Linked DNA regions of Sus scrofa: all the other regions are linked to region 1. Evidence: chromatin contacts called from public Hi-C data. All regions are on one chromosome and are shown on one strand. The core of a region is the stretch at or near the end of the contact, and the rest is flanking DNA. Distances in the headings are between cores, read along the strand shown.

The links. Hi-C and Micro-C count contacts between places; a contact is called where the count stands out from the background.
Region 2: a Hi-C map of liver shows a contact between it and region 1, with 2.0 times the contacts expected there. A contact is called at or near these places in 3 of 47 Hi-C or Micro-C datasets (liver and skeletal muscle).
Region 3: a contact with region 1 is called in a Hi-C map of liver, with 17 times the contacts expected there. A contact is called at or near these places in 1 of 5 promoter capture datasets (liver) and 4 of 47 Hi-C or Micro-C datasets (epiblast stem cells, liver and skeletal muscle).

The regions. Positions count from the first base shown.
Region 1 is chr4:51,130,847-51,133,513 of Sscrofa11.1, reverse strand. No RefSeq gene overlaps it. Among named protein-coding and RNA genes, the nearest start is that of MIR9858, 79 kb to the left of the region's middle.
Region 2 is chr4:50,881,459-50,884,125 of Sscrofa11.1, reverse strand. No RefSeq gene overlaps it. Among named protein-coding and RNA genes, the nearest start is that of ATP6V0D2, 130 kb to the right of the region's middle.
Region 3 is chr4:50,990,089-50,992,755 of Sscrofa11.1, reverse strand. No RefSeq gene overlaps it. Among named protein-coding and RNA genes, the nearest start is that of MIR9858, 220 kb to the left of the region's middle.

The sequences.
Region 1 (2,667 bases), core at 119-2,618:
GTAAGCCTATGTGGATTCTGGAAATATTGTTAAGAAAGATCTAGTTGCAGAAAACTAAGTATAGTACCATATCATTTAAGTAAAAATATTTTTCAGACAAAAACAACAACAACAACAAAATATATTCGTTCTCAAGCAATCAGGGGAGATCACTGGTTTGGGGAAAAGTTAGGAGCTTTTATTTTATATAATTTGAATTCTGTATTTTTTAGACTGAGTGAAATTAATTTTGTAATCAAAATGTTTTAAAATTATATTAAATTTAAGAAATAAAATGCCTTGAGTACTGAGCTATCAATCTGACATCAGTATTAATAAATGTACTCTCACACCCAAAAATATTCAGAAATAGTTTTTTTTTTGAGAAATAGAGTGAAGATTAAAGTTTAAATCAACTTTTGAAATAATATAAATATCTTATACATCTAAGTTTCAAGTTTTTGTCTGTAAATTTTGAGAAAAAATCATGACATATCCTCCAAAATGTCATGGCTTTTAGATATTGTTAGACTTTGTAAATATTTTGTTGCATAGCCGGAATAACCATTTTTCTCCTGATAATGATTAACCCTGGGATTTTTAGAATTATTGTAATAGCTCATAAAACTTGCCAAATAATTTATTAATTAATTATTCAATGTATATTTAATGAATAGCTACTATGTGCCAGCAACAGAAGCTGGGCAGATTTTAGCATAGAAGTGATCCCTGCCTCTGTACAATTTACAGTCTAGTGGAAGAGACAATATTTATAATCATTCATATAAGCATATAATTACAAATTAATTGTTTTTTTTTCTAGAGAAGCAATTTATAGTCTCAATCAGAAGTGATCTTGCCCTCCCCCCTCCCAAGAAGACATTTGGTAATGTCTGGAGACTTTTTTTTCTTTTCTTTTTCTTTTTTAGGGCATCTGGAAAGTTTCCAGGCTAGTGGCTGAATCCGAGCTACAGCTGCTGGCCTACACCACAGCTCAGAGCAACACCAGATCCTTAACTCACTGAACCAGGCCAGGGACCAAACCTGAAACCTCATGGTTCCTAGTCAGATTGTTTCTACTGTGCCACAATGGGAACTCCCCCAATCTTTTCAATATTAAAACCAAAACAAACAGAGCAAAAACAAACAAACAGAAAACAACCAATTCTCCCCATGGCCTCACCCTGTCCCAAGCCCTGATGAACAAAAAGGGCCTGCATGGTTGACACGGAAATCAACATGGCACAGAGGGCCCAGGAAAACTGAGTTCTACTCTGCAACCAGTGCTGGGGAAGAGCATGAGAGCAAAGAGCTGCAGCTCTACAGGTGCAATAACAGCTGACCAATGCCAGCAGTTTCTGGAAAAGGAGGAAGGCCTGGGAAATGACCCAGGGTTTACTACATAAAGATCCACCTTGGATTTGATGGAATTATCAGCTCTGGCTATCAGCCTCAGTCTCTTTTTAGCTGGTTTGGTGAGATTGCAGTGGTTAATGATTGATGAACTCACTAACCCTCTTATGTAAGGTGTTTCTGGTCCCTTTCTGGAATTTTCCATCTGTACAGGAGGAGAAATTGTGGAATAGAATATTCCTAACAGGAACATAAGGCATAAATCTATCCAGAAAATAGGAGGTCATCACTAGTCTAGACACGAAATGACAAGTAGTATGTTTGCCTGCCTGTAGTCAAAAGTAAGGTCAGTGGAATTTCGTAATTCTTGCCACACTTCTACCTGGACTCTATCTTGTAAGAACTGTACATGAAGTTCAGTTCCTCTTGGACTCTACATGCACGGCCTTTAAAACTAAGGCATTAATATCCCTGGAAAGAAGTTAATTTAAGATAAAATCAAGTGATGGTTTCTTTTTCATTGTGTTAGAAAATTCTCTCCATGCATGACCTACGTTGTAAGAATTTTTTATGAAAACCATCTTGGGTCACAAAAATGGTTACCAAAGTGTTTTCTTTTGAATTTGAATTTTAAAAAATGATGTTTAGTGTAGGATTGTTTCTTATTACAAAGATAACATGTAAGAACTACAGAAAATTTGGAAAATTCCAAAAAAAAAAAACAAAGAAGAAAATAAAAAACCCTTGAATTTAATCCCAAGGCAATAATAATTTTAATACTTTAATTATATCTAATCTTTATTTTTAGTCTATGGATATATTAAAATAGATTTTAGAATGAGATGAAGTAGATAAAAAGAATTCATGTTCCAAAAATATATGAAGGATTTCATTTTTGAAAATTACAGGTTACCCTGACATCTTTCCTGTGCCCTAAAAATAAATAAGCAAAGAAGCTTTAAAATCAACATAGAATAAAGTGGCAAAAATATAAGGCATATGATTTCCAAAGCTCTGAAATATGGCTAAAATCATTTTATGTACGATTAATTCTTGCCCCAGAGTTTTTAATATTTAACATATCTATAAATGGACTATTATGGAAATAGAGAATTCTGTCTCCTTTCCGAAAGAATTATTTATTGATTAGCCCTAGCTTTGCAACTAAGCACCTGGTACTTGTTTGCAACACATGAGTCACTTAATAGAACCACCTACACGTAATTCAATTGTCTTTGTGTTCTGCAGAGAAAAATGAGTGAAAACTGTATCTCTGCTAACCTATAACTTATTGCTTGAAATTTGTGTGAGTCTGAAAATGACAATAGAATAGCA
Region 2 (2,667 bases), core at 71-2,570, 250 kb after region 1:
GCTGAGAGAACAGGTAAGAGATGATGTTCTGATCTAGAGAGATTCAATTTTGACTCTGATTAGCTAAAATCAGATCATCTATATGAAATACTGAACAGAGAAACATTGGGCTAGAGGCATTACTTTAACAGATACTTATTTAGTACCTAGTGTCTGCTAGGAGATGCAGCAGTTGCCAGGGAGAGAAAGATAAACCCTCATTCTAAGAAAGCTCCAAGCCTGAGGAGTGAGACCAGTCAAGTCAACAGCATTGGCATCAGTGAGGTAAGAGCTATATTAAAGCTTAAGGAGTTTCCATTGTGGCTTTGTGGGTTAAGAACACAACATAGCATCCATGAGGATGCAAGTTCCATCCCTGGCCTTGTTCAGTGGGTTAAGATGCAGTGTCACCACAAGCTGTGGTGTAAGCTGCAGATGTGGCTGGGATCCAGTGTTGCCATGGCTATGGCATAGGCCTCCACTGCAGCTCCAATTGAACCCCTAGCCTGGGAACTTTCATATGCCTCAGCTGTGGCTATAAAAAGAAAAAAAAAAAAGGGCAAGAAAGGCTCTGGACACAATGATAGAGGATCTACATTCTCTGATTATCCCAAACACTAACTTCATAAGCGCTAGCATGTGTTTGAACAGCTCCTATGTGCCAAACTGTGGGTATGCCTTACATACACCATCTCCTTAAAGAGCAAGATACTAAAACTTACTTTTAAATGGTCTGTCTCCTCCCTCCAAATATCTTAACTACCCAACACTATTGTAACAAATTATGTTGTGGCTCATTTGTAATACACTAATTTCTTTTTCTTTCTTTCTTTCTTTCTTTCTTTCTTTCTTTCTTTCTTTCTTTCTTTCTTCCTTTTTCTTTCTTTTTTTTTTCTCAGCTACATTAAACACTTTATTTCTTTACCAATACTAATTTGAAGAAAATATGGTAATATTTGTTAAATCTGGTTTGGTAGATGTATAGATGTCTTCTCTATTATTTTCCATACTTTGCTGTGGAGTCCACTCCTTTCTGTGTGACTGAGAAATAGGACTTTTGTATTTCCCAGTTTTTCCCCATGGCTATGATTATCCAAAACACATGATTATGTTAATAAAAAAAAAGGCATTAAAGATAACCTTTTGCAAAGGTACACATTTGGACTGCTAATTACAGCAGCTTAATTTATATTGCTCCCATTTATGGTGGATTTAGCTCTTACTTAACAAGAGCTTAAGAAAACATTAACAGATTGCAAATCTTGTCCCTACTTTTATGCCCCAGTTAACAGCACAGCTGAATATTAACCTCCTAGTTTTATAGAGGACGGAGCCTGAGGTCACTTGGAGCAGCTTGTTCAATCAACAGGCCTGACATGCGTCATGCTGCTGGTCCTGCCACAGGTCCGGATGTAAAACTGGGTTCATTTCTTAAGGACACAACCAGGCTTCCCCTGTGTATCTATGCTGTACATTGCATGGATGTTGGAAGACATGATAATTGGCTGATAAACATTTATGTGGAGGTAAATCTAGCTTTATTTCAAATTGTCTCTGAGATCCTCAGACAACAGATGTCTGTGACAACACCTTTGTCAGTGAAAAGATTTTCTGTTTTACACTTTACATATAATTTTATTCAGTTAAAAGAAACAGGTTTTTATGAGCTGCAAAAGTCCTCTGGTCCCAAGACAATGATCCATCTGCCATCCATGCAAGTTATTTTCATGGCATCAATATTTTTCCCAACTAAACAGCAAGTTCCCTAAAGGCAAAAACATGTATTATATTTATTCTGCAAACCCTAATATGGTACACATGAGATGTGGACAAAATACTCCTGCATTTGGCTTTGCTACTTGTCATCTGTACGTCTTTAGCAAATTCCCTTCACTTCCCCAAGCTTCAGTTTGCTTATGTGTCAAAAGAGGGAATAATACCTTTTGAAAACTAAATTAGATAATAAATTTAAATGATGCTCTGTAAACCTAAATAAATTACCAAATATCATCTAAATTACATTACTAGTACAGGTATTACTGAGTATTATACCCATATAAGTATAATCTTGCTATTGATGATTAAGAGGAACCAGCGAAAACAAATTCCTCTTGTATCTTATGTGGAAAAACTCTCAGAGGTAGAATTTCTGAAAGGAGAAAAAATTTTGCTTTAGATGATTTGTACAGCACTGTCATTTGTGACAATGTCCTTACATTTTTATGATAATAGCAATGATATCAATTATGTCCAGAGATTATAGTGTGGAGGAAATCTATGATATTTATCAAGAAATAAGTTTTTTAACTCAAAATACTGTCCATCATTTGTATTACAATTAGGAAAAAAGGGCAAGAAATATACTTTTCATTACCAAAAATGAAGGAGAAAGGAGATTTAAAGTACTAAAAAAAAATGGAGTTCCCGTTGTGGTGCAGTAGAAATATATCCAACTAGTATCCATGAGGATGTATGTTCAATCCCTGGCCTCACTCAGTGGGTTAAAGATCCAGCATTGCTGTGAGCTGTGGTGTAGGTTATAGACATGGCTCAGATCCTGTGTTGTTTTGGCTGTAGTGTAGGCTGGCAACTGCAGCTCCACTTTGACCCCTAGCCTGGGAACTTCCATGTGCTGTGAGTGGGGCCCTGAAAAGCAAAAAAAAAAAAACGTTTTATCTCAACCTTAGA
Region 3 (2,667 bases), core at 81-2,580, 140 kb after region 1:
GAATCCTGAAATTTTATTTTCGGTATGTTATCCCCAAACTAAGCTTACTTGGGTCTCTGAGTTCCAGTTTTGTTTTGTTTTGTTTTGCTTTGTAGGGCTGCACCCACAGCATATGGAGGTTCCCAGGCTAGGGGTCAAATCAGAGCTGCAGTTGCCAGCCTACACCACAGCCACAGCAACTCAGGATCTGAGCCACATCTGTGGCCTACACTACAGCTCATGGCAATGCCGGGTCCTTAACCCACTGATCGAGGCCAGGGATTGAACTTGTGTCCTCATGGATGCTAGTCAGATTCATTAACCACTGAGCCACGACAGGAACTCCCAGTTTTTATACATGAAATGAAAATAATGCTTAGAGGACTATACACATTTATTACTATTATATTACTATTACTAAAATTGAAAAATGACAATAGGTAATTGTCCTAGACCCTCATGGTCATCAGTCCTCTGTAGGAGGCTGTTCTGATGTGACTTCAGTTTTCCAGGTAACTCTCTTTTTGTTTTGCCTGGAGAGGCCTTTTCAGGCAGCTTAAGAGTAAGAAGATGCTCTTACTGCAGAAGTAATTGGTGCATTGGTACCCGCAGTTGACTGTGATTATCTGCCCACCTTTGGATCTGGGGAAGTTATAAAGTACAAATGTGAGCTTCACAAAGTATGGGTAAATGTCTTATTAAGGATTTGCCTGAGCACTTATCACACCAAGTGTTTGACAACATGATTAATGAAGGAATAAACGGAGCTCAGAGTCACTGATCAGGCTAGGAAAAGTAAGAAGAGAAGTATTTTTTATTTCCTTTGGGAGATTATTAATCAGAATTTTCATCTCTAGAAAATTAGATTTCAGATTTAACCTTTCTTAAGATATGAAGTACAAGTGTTAACATCTGATACCTGCCCTAACATACACAAATGTATATTTTACTAGAAACTGTTATCATTCATTCATTTATTCACAGGTTCTGCCAGGCCATGAATAAGGCTATTGATTTTCTCCTGAAGTCCCAGTGCTCAGTAAATTTATCCATTTGATAAATAGTCACTGAGTTCCAGGCACCTAGGTAAGCCAAATATTTACTCTGGTGAAGCTGCCAATGATCAAAACATTTTCAGAACTACTTTTTCATTTGTTTTCAGGGCTTGAAATATGTTAAATATATAACACCTTTTATTCATTGAACCAGTGCACAAACATTGTCTAATCCTTATGAGAACAGATATCGCATGATATATGGAAAGGAAGCACACGCATCAGGAGCTCAGAACATACTTGAAGAGACCACTGTTAACATACTTAACAGACAAAGACACGGGGACTTGAAGAAGATAATAACTTTCACAAAGTCAACATCCTAAGTGTACAAACCCAGATTCAACCTCTGATCCTCTGACCCTCAGTTCGTTTCATAAAAAGTCCAGTAAACCAATATCTTCAACAATGACAATTACTTGTGAGAGGGCTTGTGTTTTGGAAACACTCCAAATTCATTAATTCTAGTTGTTATAAACAAGGTGGGCAACCAAACCGGGTAACAGCAAGGAGTTTGCATTGTCTGCTTTGTTTTTAATAAGATTGAAGCATTAGAGGAGGCGAGAGTATACAATGGAGGAAAATCAAGCCTCTTCAATAAATGGGGATGGGAAAACTGGATAGCTACATGCAAAAGAATAAAACTGGACTACTCTCCCCCACTGTGAGCAAAAATAAATTCAAAACAGATTAAAGAATTAAATGTAAATGTGAACTTGTAAAACTTCTAGAAGAAAATATAGGTTTCTTTTGGCATTAATCTTAGTAATATTTTGGGGGATATGTCTCCTCAGGCAAGGGGAATAAAAGCAAAAATAAATAAGTGAACAAACAATAAATGCTGGAGAGAGTGTGGACAAAAGGAAACCCTCCTTCACTGTTGGTAGAAATGTAAATTGATGCAACCACTACAGAGAACAGTATGTAGGTTCCTTAAAAAACTAAATATGGAACTACCATATGATCCAACAGTCCCACTCCTGGGCATATATCTAGAGAAATTTCTAATTTGAAAGGATACATGCACCCCAATACTCACTGCAGCACTATTTACAATAGCCAAGATTTGGAAGCAATCAAAATGTCTATTAACAGAGGAATGGATAAAGAAGAAGTGGTACATATATACAATGGAATATTATTCAGCCATAAAAAGAATGAAAAATGTCATTTGCAGCAACATGGGTGGGCTTAGAGATTATTATACTAAGTAAAGTAAGTCAGACAGAGAAAGACAAATATCATATGATATCACTTACATGTAGAATCTAATAAAAATGCGGCAAAAAGACATATTTGAAAAAACAGAAACAAACTTACAGATTTCAATGCTTACCATAGGTGAAACCACTGTGGGGAGGGAAGAATTGAGAGGGTGGGAATAACACATACACCTACTATATAAAATAGATGATTAATGAGAACCTATTCTATAGCACAGGGAAATCTGCTCAACAGTTTGTGATAACTTGTGTGGGAAAAATGGATGTATTATATGTATGACTGATTTACTTTGATGTATAATTGAAACTAATATAACGTTATAAATCAACTATATTCCAATAAAATAAAATTCAAAAAAGTACATGAACAAGTGAGACTACAAACTAAAAAACTAAAAACTTTTGTACAG